Regions from separate parts of the Zea mays genome. Here region 2 is linked to region 1. The links are chromatin contacts, called in public Hi-C maps. All regions are on one chromosome and are shown on one strand. The core of a region is the stretch at or near the end of the contact, and the rest is flanking DNA. Distances in the headings are between cores, read along the strand shown. Region 1 holds the start of LOC100280640 (nucleotide binding protein). Region 2 overlaps LOC103647016 (transcription factor GTE8).

The links. Hi-C and Micro-C count contacts between places; a contact is called where the count stands out from the background.
Region 2: a contact with region 1 is called in a Hi-C map of endosperm, with 2.5 times the contacts expected there. The contact joins the enhancer-like site here to the promoter of LOC100280640 in region 1. A contact is called at or near these places in 3 of 25 Hi-C or Micro-C datasets (ear, endosperm and tassel).

The regions. Positions count from the first base shown.
Region 1 is chr2:138,781,442-138,786,527 of Zm-B73-REFERENCE-NAM-5.0, reverse strand. LOC100280640 (nucleotide binding protein) reads left to right here and starts at 2,434. Exons shown (of 11, transcript NM_001153558.1): 1 at 2,434-2,857; 2 at 3,317-3,628; 3 at 3,721-3,829; 4 at 3,915-4,038. The coding sequence starts at 2,699. It overlaps LOC103647011 (a long non-coding RNA gene), which reads right to left. Exons shown (of 3, transcript XR_004856338.1): 2 at 4,550-4,662; 3 at 4,260-4,421.
Region 2 is chr2:139,333,352-139,338,437 of Zm-B73-REFERENCE-NAM-5.0, reverse strand. LOC103647016 (transcription factor GTE8) reads right to left here. Exons shown (of 10, transcript XM_008671591.3): 2 at 1,783-2,590; 3 at 1,649-1,697; 4 at 1,438-1,541; 5 at 1,286-1,337; 6 at 1,158-1,217; 7 at 882-1,003; 8 at 695-761. The coding sequence starts at 2,472. Among protein-coding and RNA genes, the nearest start is that of LOC103647016, 10 kb to the right of the region's middle. Within about 2 kb of position 2,492, at least 1 of the 20 cell types and tissues checked has an H3K27ac peak or open chromatin away from gene starts, as enhancers often do. A contact at or near this core is called in endosperm, where this site is marked.

The DNA.
Region 1 (5,086 bases), core at 1,185-3,684:
CAAATACAAAAAATGTATTTACAAATGTAAATACATGACAATTATTTATATCATATTGAATGTTAAATAACATTAAGATCTGTATCATATATTGGCAAAGTAATACATGATGTATATTACATTTGTACCTTTGGCTTGCTCAAGGTGAAAGCGAGTGCACAATCCCAATCCAGCGTAAACAGTACATGTGGTACTGTTCATCTATTTATAAGCAAGGAACACAGCCCAAGCAAAAGTACATTTATGACCCTAGTATGCATACATTATCCTAATACAAATATCAGGGATTAACATGTCTTTTTCTCTTTGGTTTAATATCACTTTTGACCTTCGTAACCACCTTGAGCCGAAGTTGTAATCGTTCGACGCTTTGCTCGTGCTTGTTGCAGCTTCAACATGCATGGTTGTTGCACCTTCGGCACTCAGTCCCATTGATTATATACGATTTCTTCGTCCTGAGGACCTTCGGCAGAGAAGGAGACCCCAACACCTGTGTCGACATGTGGCTCACTAGGACGCCCGCCTACCCTGTATGTCGTGCCACCATCGCCATCCCGAGATGAGCTATGATTGACGTCGCGAACTTGCCCATACGTGGGCATGCATGTTTGATATATCGTTCAACGTTCGACAAAAAAATATTCTTTGTTTTGCTCGTGTAGTCATGACATAGTTGTAGTTGTAAAGAGGAATGCAGGTGGGCGCCTGGGCGGTGACCCATTAAACTTTGCCATAACAAAGATTTAGGATCTATTTGGTTGGGCTGTGGCTGTGAAAAAAGTTGCTGTGGACGGTGAGCTGTGAAAAAAGCTGCTGTAGGTTGTAAGCTGTTAAAAAGCTAAAAATCGTTTGGTGGAAACCACTAAAAATCGTAAAAAATTCTTCGATATATGTTTTCACAGTTTATCCGAAAAGCCACTAAAAGCAGGTCCAGAGGTGCTTTCAGATTTGCACTACGAGAAAGTCGGCTTTTAGAAAAAACTGCTTCCTGGATCCATCTCTTTGGTTGGCTTTTGGCTTTTAGGGGGGCAAAAGTCAAAGCCAAAAGTCAAACCAAACACACCCTTACTCAGGCTGTTTGCTTCATATTAAAGCTAATTGTTCAAACTGTTGCAGCTTCAATCTATATAGATAAAAACAATATAGAAGCAGTAGAAGCCAGTAGGAAATAAAGCCAAGCGAACATGCTGACTATTTTGAATTCTAATTCCAATTTTTTTGGATTGTAATGTGTTTGGATAGGTGTGTTGTAACTTTTAGTCTAGAGATCAACATTATGACAAAGGGCTTTTCACTATGGTTTGTCATTGTCACCAATCAAATATGACCGTACAAACATTATACTAGTACGAGTAACTTGAGAGTGCTGATGACATATTTATCAATTGCGGAGCCTTTTATCATGTTCTTTCGAAAGTCAACTTTATATTTAGGGGGTGTTTGGTTTCTATGGACTAATTTTTAGTCCCTCAATTTTATTCCATTTTAGTCCCTAATTTACTAAATATAGAAACTAAAACTCTATTTTAGGGCTCGTTTGGCAAAGCTCCAGCTCCAGCTTCTTTAGCTCCAGATCCTGATCCTCGTGAGGAGTTGATCCTCCTGCTTCTCCTAGAGAATCAGAATCATTTTTAAAACCGTTTGGCAAGTAAACTGATTCTTGTCTTCTGAAAGTTGGTGGTCCGTGGCGATTGTCTGTTTTATCCTTTGCAGTTTAACTTTGTTACAAACCAATAAGTAGGATGCATATACGGAAAAAAAATATGAAACAATAACATATAAAATATTCTCATCATAGTAGTGCATAAAATGGTCTCAAATGTTTAATCCATAAATTGGCTCGTTATGTTTTTGTCCAATGGCAATTACGGGTAATTTCGATCAAAATTTAAGGGGAGGTCCATATTTGGTTGGTTGAGGAGCTATTTTAAGGGAGGGTGGAGCAGGTTTTTTTAGATCCCACCTTTCTTCACAAAAACGACTCCCGATCTTTCGGCTCCACACGAGAATCAGTTAAAAAAAATACCTGTTTGGCACGACTCCTCTAGATCCTCGCTTAGAATCAGGAGCTGGAGCTGTGCCAAACGGGCCCTTAGTTTCCCTATTTAACAATTTATGAACTAAAATGGAATAAAGTGAAGGGACTAATGTTTAGTCCCTATAAACCAAACACCCACTTATACTAAAAAAATCAACTTTTAGAACTGATTTGGTGACCGATGAATTGAAAAGATATATAGAAAAAATTCAGTTGCTCTGGTCACCAAATTAGTCATCATGCATTATTTTTTTACTTGTTTTTCATTTTTTATATTTTCTCTCGACCTAGCCGAAAGAGTTTCTTCATATTACCGAAAGGGTCTTCTTCCGTTTCATATAGTCACGATGTCATATTACTCATATAGAATTTTTCTATGGACACACGAAGAGTCCGCAAAAAATAATCAACTCGTTTTTTTTCTTTCTCCGCTCCTCCGAGTGACCGAGTCCAAGGCTTCGTTCTGCTCTCCGGCTCTCCCGCATCCACCCCGTCTCATCCCCAATCCGACCACCTCATCCCTCGCCTCCATGGCCCTACCCCTCGCGTCACCGGCGGGGGCATGAGCCGGTGACTGCTCACGCGGCCTCGTCTGTCTGCGCACGCGCGCGGGGTCGGCGAGTGAGCATTGCGGCGGTCCGCGATCGCCCGTGGGGGAGCATGGCGTCGGCGGCGGGGTCGGCCGGCGGGGCCGGCGCGGGGTCTGGCGGGCTGAAGACCTACTTCAAGACCCCCGAGGGGCGGCACAAGCTGCAGTATGAGAAGACGCACTCCCCCGCCGTCGTGCACTACAGCCACAGCGGCAAGACCGTCTCCCAGGTAGCAAGGGCGCCGTCGTTCGGATTAGGGTAGCGAGGCAGTTTGATGTGCTTTATGGGGTTATTGATGGGTCGGTCTGTGCTGGATGGATGGGGAATTGGGTTGGGATGTGTGTTGACTTGGCTTGATCAGGTGTGGTATCTGGATGAGTCATCGTAGATGCGATGCGGCAGATATTCGGAAGTTTCTAGGCGCTTCATGGATTGGATCAGGCGCAGCATAGATTGGTGTAATGTTTAATGTTTGGATAGTCCCTGCATATATTTCGTGTTACCGTTCTAGGAAAAAATACAAATACAAATGACACACATTTTTCTGTTCGCAAATTCTAACACTCTAATAGAATAGATCAAATATCTGCTTAACTGTTCTGAGGGCTTTGTGCTTTCTGATTCTGTTGCGTTGTGTAGATTACAAATCCTTTATGCAGTTATCGATTGTTTGTTGTGATGGTGCCAGATGACAGTGGCATATTTGAAGGAGAAGCCAGCAGGCCAGGGTTCCACGCCTTCAACACCAAGTGCTGGTAGTGGGATGCGGTCTGCAGCTGCAAGACTTCTCGGCACTGGGAATGGGAGCCGGGCACTTAGCTTCGGGAGCAATGGTACCAGCAGGGCTGTCTCAGGAAGCAGCCGCATGGGTGGAGGAATTGGTGTGTCGACTAGTGCAAGTGGATCGCAAGGCATGGCAAACTATGATGGAAAGGGCGCGTACATCATATTTAATACTGCAGATACACTCTTCATCAGTGATCTCAACTCACATGACAAAGTATTTCCTTATCTCTTATTGCATGCATGCATGTTAAGTTGCTTGCAACTTTGGTATCCTGTGGTTCTCTGTTCACATGCTAATTGCATCAGGATCCAATAAAGTCCATCCACTTCAGTAGCTCAAACCCGCTTTGCCATGCATTTGACCCAGAGGCCAAGGATGGGCACGATCTGCTTGTTGGGGTGTTCTCAGGAGATGGTATGTCAAATGCTTCATAATTAGGAAAGCTTTATGCTTATATTAGTTAAAGAATCGTGCATAAGTTCTTTTATTTGTTCTACAGTCTATTCAATGTCACTGAGGCAGCAGCTGCAAGATCCTGGAAAGAAGCCCGTTTCATATCAGCATTTTGTTAATAGAGACAAAGATAAAGACAAAGATCCAAGTCAAGGTGGCGCTGCCAGCAGGCATGTTTTCATTTTTACTGTTTAATTTAACACGCTGTTTGGGTATGATAAAAAACTGTTGCCGCAGCTGCTGCAACAGTACTTTTGTGAGAGAGCGGGAAGCTGCTGGAGCCCGCAGCACGGCAGCAGCAACAGCTGCCTTTTACCACAGCCGAACATGTGCTAAAAGTGTTTGTCAATTTCCCCCTTAATAAGCTTGGCAAATTTGTCTTGCCGTTACCTTACCAGTATTAAATATTTATTTCTTGATATGGTAGTGGTCCTACGAGTTACACAAGCCGACATGCAGTACACTGCGATCTGTTAGAATTTGCTGAGACTATCTCCAACAGCTTATCCATCCTCATCTTCATATTCAAACTCTACTCAGCGAATAGTGCAGTCTACAGTGCAAAACAATGTAAAACAGTGTTTTGGATAATCATATGAAAAAGCTGCTGGACACGGTCTGAGATACTGACAAAAGTAACGATAACCCATATGCATGGAAGATACTAAGTTCTTGACTTACAACTTGTAGTGCATGCATCAGCGAAGACGAACATAGTGTGTTAGATGTGAAGTGACAGCTTCATTGTATTTTGGCTGTCCCACTCCAATCTTGCTGAGTTGCAGCTCTTGTATCTGAAACAAGGATTAAATGAGTAAGAAGTGGCAGCGCAGCAACCAAGCAATGATGCAAAATCAGGTAATTAAACCGTATGACCAAGCCGCCAAGTAAAGAAGGATTAAACCATATGACCAAGCAGCCAACAGCCAAGTAAATTGGTCTAAAACTCCATATTACATAATCGAACCATATCAATGTCTAGAACAACAACAAATTAGAGTTTAAATGCATCTAAATGACAAAGAGAATATTATATTAATAAATTTTAGATTTGAAGCATCTACTAAACAAGTACATCATCATCCAATGGAAGCCTTCTTTTCCATCTCCAGCTGCTGCTACAGTAGATGGCCCAGCTGCAACAGGTGCTTCTTTCTCCATCTCATCATAATCAAAGTCTCCTCCATGTGCTGCTGGTTCATCTTCCTCCATCTCCTC
Region 2 (5,086 bases), core at 1,243-3,742, 550 kb before region 1:
ATGGGATCCAGGTGGCTGCACACGTGCAAGTCCAATGCGCGGAGGGTGTCCGCCTTATCTTATTGGGTCAAAAAAATTCAGATTCGGAATAATAAGATAAGCCGAGATGTAAAAGGCTTGTCTTCTAGATGTCTGGTTTTGGGTCAAGTAGACTCGGTCTTTAAGCATCCGTCATGCTGCAGCTCGAGGACGAGTTGCTTGTCTAGGAAGGGTGGTGTCAGGGCCTAAGGAGGCCTACGGAGGGCTACGGCAGCAGCAGTCATGGGCCCTCCAAGGGGATTAGATAAGGACAGTTAGAGATAAGATTAGAAGATTAGTTGAGATTATCTAGGAGATTAGTTGAGATTATCTAGGAAGGTTACCAGTTAGTAGTTGTTGAGAGTTTTAGGAGAGGTTTAAGGAGATAATGATCTCTAGCTAGATAGGAGCAGCCAGCTGGCCTATTTATGTAATCAATGGATGAGAAATAAAGTAGGCAAAAATTAGAAGAGAGAAACCCTCCTCTTGCTCGACCGTGGGCAGAGGCCCCCCGGCCGACGTTACTACCCATCGATACCCCTCTCCAATCCCTCACCGATCTAGCGACCATAACAGTCTTAGTGACAGATGTACACATATATCAGATAATTGTTCTACTCAACAATGATTCAGAGGTACGGAAAACAGATCCAGATCACAATTATGTGACTCTTACCTTCTTGCTGCCTCTTTTCCAGCCTCTCCTTTTCCAATTGCAATTTCACAGGGTCTATATTCTTCCCCTGGGGCATAAAAACAGCATGTCAGCAAGAGCTGCATCGCTGCAGAGATAAACTTGTCCTCTGCAAACCCATTGCCAAATAGAAGACCGCAAAGTTCAGCACTTATTTTTGGAATATTACATGATCTAGAAGTGCCTTCTGTTGAGCCTTCACTATAGTCCCAGCAAAACGACTCCTGAGCATTGCTGCACGAAGAGCCCTGCTTGGTGACAAAGGTTCATCATGAAGGTAACTTTCCTCACCTGAAATTCACATGAGAGCATGCAGTACATTAGCCAAGAATTATATGGGCAAAATCAAGTACCCTAAGCTCCCAAATGTTAAGTTCTCATTTTTTTCCAGTAACAAGAACTAAAAAAACAGATGAATTAAGTATGGGAGAACACATGAAATAACCTTGCACAGAGGAAGCGAGAGGTGAAGTAGAAGTGTCATTGCAAGACCATGATTGTTTTCCTATGATTTCAAGTATATTAGCAAAACAGAAACCCTAAAATAAAATTTTGCAGAAATGCTCAACATACCAATTGAACCAGAGCAGCGCTCAATTTCTCGTGCCCTTGATATTTTAGCCTCCTGAAAGTAGAAGATAGCTTTTAGATGGGCCGTTGCAGATTTGTTTATACTGTGAACAGAAAATAATTCAAAGAATGAGAAGGTAACTCGTACCCAATACCTTAGCGATAGGAATAGTACAATTTGAAGATGCCTCTTTGTTGCCAGTAGGGACAGAGTGATTTAAGGACCCCTCTTTGCTACCAGCTGCTTGAACGAGTATATCTGAATGAAAAGAAAAGCATTAATAATTACAAGAATGGGTTCTAATTGACCTTAGAATAGAAGTTTGTCATGTAATGCAAAGAAGTAAGAAATTATGCCATTGACACCTTTGGAAGAGGTATGCGCAGAGCTGCGCACGGAAAATTTGATTTTTACCTGTACAAACAGTAGATAGCAGTACTTTTAAAATCACATTACTACCAAAAACAAATCAAGTGAATAACAGCATATGTGGTCTCACTTTGGAGGATAATGCATCTGTCAGTGTCTTCTTTGCAATCGAATTTGAGCAAGCTACTGGACCTCTAGCAACCAAAGTTTTAGGGTTTGAGCATGCAACCGGCCCTCTAGCAACTGTAGACTTTGAATCCATCATAGCTCGAACTTTTATGGCCTTCATTGTCTGCTGGTCTTGACCAAGGTTTCGGCCTCTAAATTTCCTTTCTACTGATTCCCATTCTGAATCAAACATTTCATTCAATTCTTTAGCAAAAATATGCACATCATTGCCTGGAGGATTATACTTCATAGCATTTGAAAATGTTAGCCTCACATCTGCTGCAAACTCCTCAATGCTTACATATTTCTTTTTTGTGAGTTTATTCTTAATAGTGCCCAAATCCATTGGACTGCGGATAACATCAAAGTAGTCTGGAATCCCATATAGATCTGGATCAACAGGTTCTTTGAAAAGCCAGCCACATTTGTGATCGATGAGCTTCCTTACGATATTTCCACACAGCCTTATCATCCTGCTACTTTTCATACTTGCAGCCTTGAGGTTATAAGATGACTGGTGCTCGCATGTAGAAATTGATGTCACCCCAGACTTTTGAGAGTGTTTGCTTCCCTCAACATCAGAATCTGTATCAGAGTCTCCTGATTCACTGCTTATATAAACTCCTCTCCTCTTCTTACAGGCTTGCGCCATCACTGTGTTCGGCCAGAGAGTTTGGTTTTTTGTCTGGCACCGGAGCAATAACTCAAGACTTGGTAAATGGTGAAGTAGTGTCCAAGATGCGCAGAGCACAAGTTTCCCTCAGCCAAGCCTGTAGGTGAAGCATTCATTTCAAACAAGCTACTAAACAGGCCAAAAGAAGAAGAAAAAAGTAGGCACATCGCCCCCACACAAGATATCCAACAGAGATGCAGCAAAATTGCCGACATGTTAAAAAAACTGCATGATCACTATTAATGTTTAGAAATTCAAATGGATGAGCAAACTCAAATCCAGGATGAGAAGGGCAAAAATAGATTTTCCAGAAATGCTGGATGGATAACCTACACAATCCACCCAAACTAAAAACAAAAGGCAAATTGATGCATTCGGGTAACCCAAACTTCCCAATATTGCATTCAGGTAACCCAAATGTCCAAATATTCAAGTTGGATATCAGAAACTGATACCCGAGTTTCGCCCCAAGGGAATACTACCAATAATTCAGGTATACCTGATGTATCCAAATTTGACAAAACCAAAAGACAATTTTTGGTGTTTTAAAGCAGCAAACAACAATTTTTGCCAGCATTTAACAGAGAAAAATATAAAATCAATCACACAGCTAGCAAAACCAAAAGTACCAAACAGCAAATGTCTTCAATAACTACACAAATGTAGTATTTTGCATACTCGGTTTTTAGTTTCATTCTTAGTTGATTGGTTAGTGTGGAAGGGCCTCTAGCCTAGTGGTTAAGGCTTCCGAGTAGCACCTTCAAATCCCGGGTTCGATTTCCCTCGGGGACGAATTTTCGGGCTTGGTTAAAAAAATCCCCTCGTTGTGCCCCATCCGCTCTCGGGTTACGATGTGCAATGTCCTGTGTGCCACTCTCCGGTTGGACCGTTGCAGAGTGGACGGTTGACACCGGCCCATAAGTGATGGGGGGCCAGGGTTCGGGGGTTTTCTCGGCCGGGACCAATGTTTCGGTCTCTTCTTAATATAATACCAGAAGGGCGGTCATTCCCTCACCCGACCGAGTTTTTTTAGTTGATTGGTTAGTTTCCTTTCTTAGCTAATTGATAGTTGACTGGATAGCTTCCTTCCTTAGCTGATTGGTGCCATGATTTGTGGTTGTGAGCCTTTGTAATTTTGTATATAAAAAGATCAATAGAATACACCTAAGCAGCGGTGTGGTTTGGCAGCGCCAAGAACTCAATGTGTCCTTCTAGTATTCTTGTTGAGTTTTGTGAGCGTTTGAGTGATCCAGAGATCATATTCTTCGTCTCTGGCAAGGCACGCTGACGAGTAGAAGGCTACAACGTTAGAAAGTAGAGATCCGCCTCAAAGAGAATCGATTGATCGTCTAGCTCAGGGAGAAGGACGGTGGAGGGAGCATGCATTGCAACATTGGATACTCAACAACGGCACGACAACCCACATGATGGGGGGAGTGCATGGACTCCTTCGAGCCCGACACCAGCGTCTACGAGACCATTCAGTTTGGCGACGGCTCCATGGTGGCCATCGAGGGTCGTGGCATTGTCCTCTTCAAGCGCAAGAACGACGAGTACCAGGTGCTAGTTGGCATCTACTGCATCCCCCGACTGGCAGCAAACTTCATTAGCCTAGGTAAGCTCGATAAGGACAATCACAACTCACAAGGTCCTAATCAAGAACGACATTCTTAGGACCTAGGACTAGCGCCAACGATTGCAAGTCAAGGTGCGGCATTCAACTAGCCGCATCTACGTCCTCAACATCACTCAGCACATGTACCTTGCCGCCTTGAGCTTGAAGGTGGCTTGGCAATTCCATGCTTGGTTCGGACATTTCGGATTCCAAAAGCTCAAGGAACTGATGCAGGGTGGCTTGATGCGCAGATTGCAGCCAATCAACCACATCGATCAGATCTACAAGAGTTGCTTGGCCGGGAAGCAACGACGGTGCCTGTTCTCTACAGTTAGCAAGTACGGTGCACCTCATCTACTCAACCTGGTGTATGTGGACTTGTGTCGATCACCCTGGACTCCTAGAGAGAAGTTGTTGTTCCTCATCGTCAATGAAAAGAGTTGCATCATGTGGCTCATGTTGCTAGCGTCAAAGGACCAAACTGCGGTGGCCAGCATCCAACTCCAGGCACGTGTCGAGGCGGAGGCAAGGCAAAAGATGGGCACGCTCAGCACCGACCACGGTGGCCAGTTCACAACACGCATGTTTGGCGATTGTTGTGCAAAACACAACATCCAACGTCATCTCACTATGTAGTACACGCCCTAACACAACAACATGGTGGAAAGACACGACTAGAGAGTGCTTGGCATGGCCAGAAGCATGCTGAAGGGCAAGGGGATGTTGAGCTGGTTGTGGGGGGAGGTGGTCGCCACAGCCTTCTTCACTCAATCAATCACCGACGAAGAGTGTTGAAGGGAAGACGTCATTCGAAGCTTGGTATGATATAAAGCCTCTGGTTCACTTCGTACTTTTGGGCGTGTGGCGCATGTGAAGGTGGCCAGAAAGCATCAATTGAATCTATGGGCCTGTTTGGTTGGGATGTGGTTGTGAAAAAAGTTACTGTGGGCTGTGAGCTGTGGAAAAAGATGTTGTAGT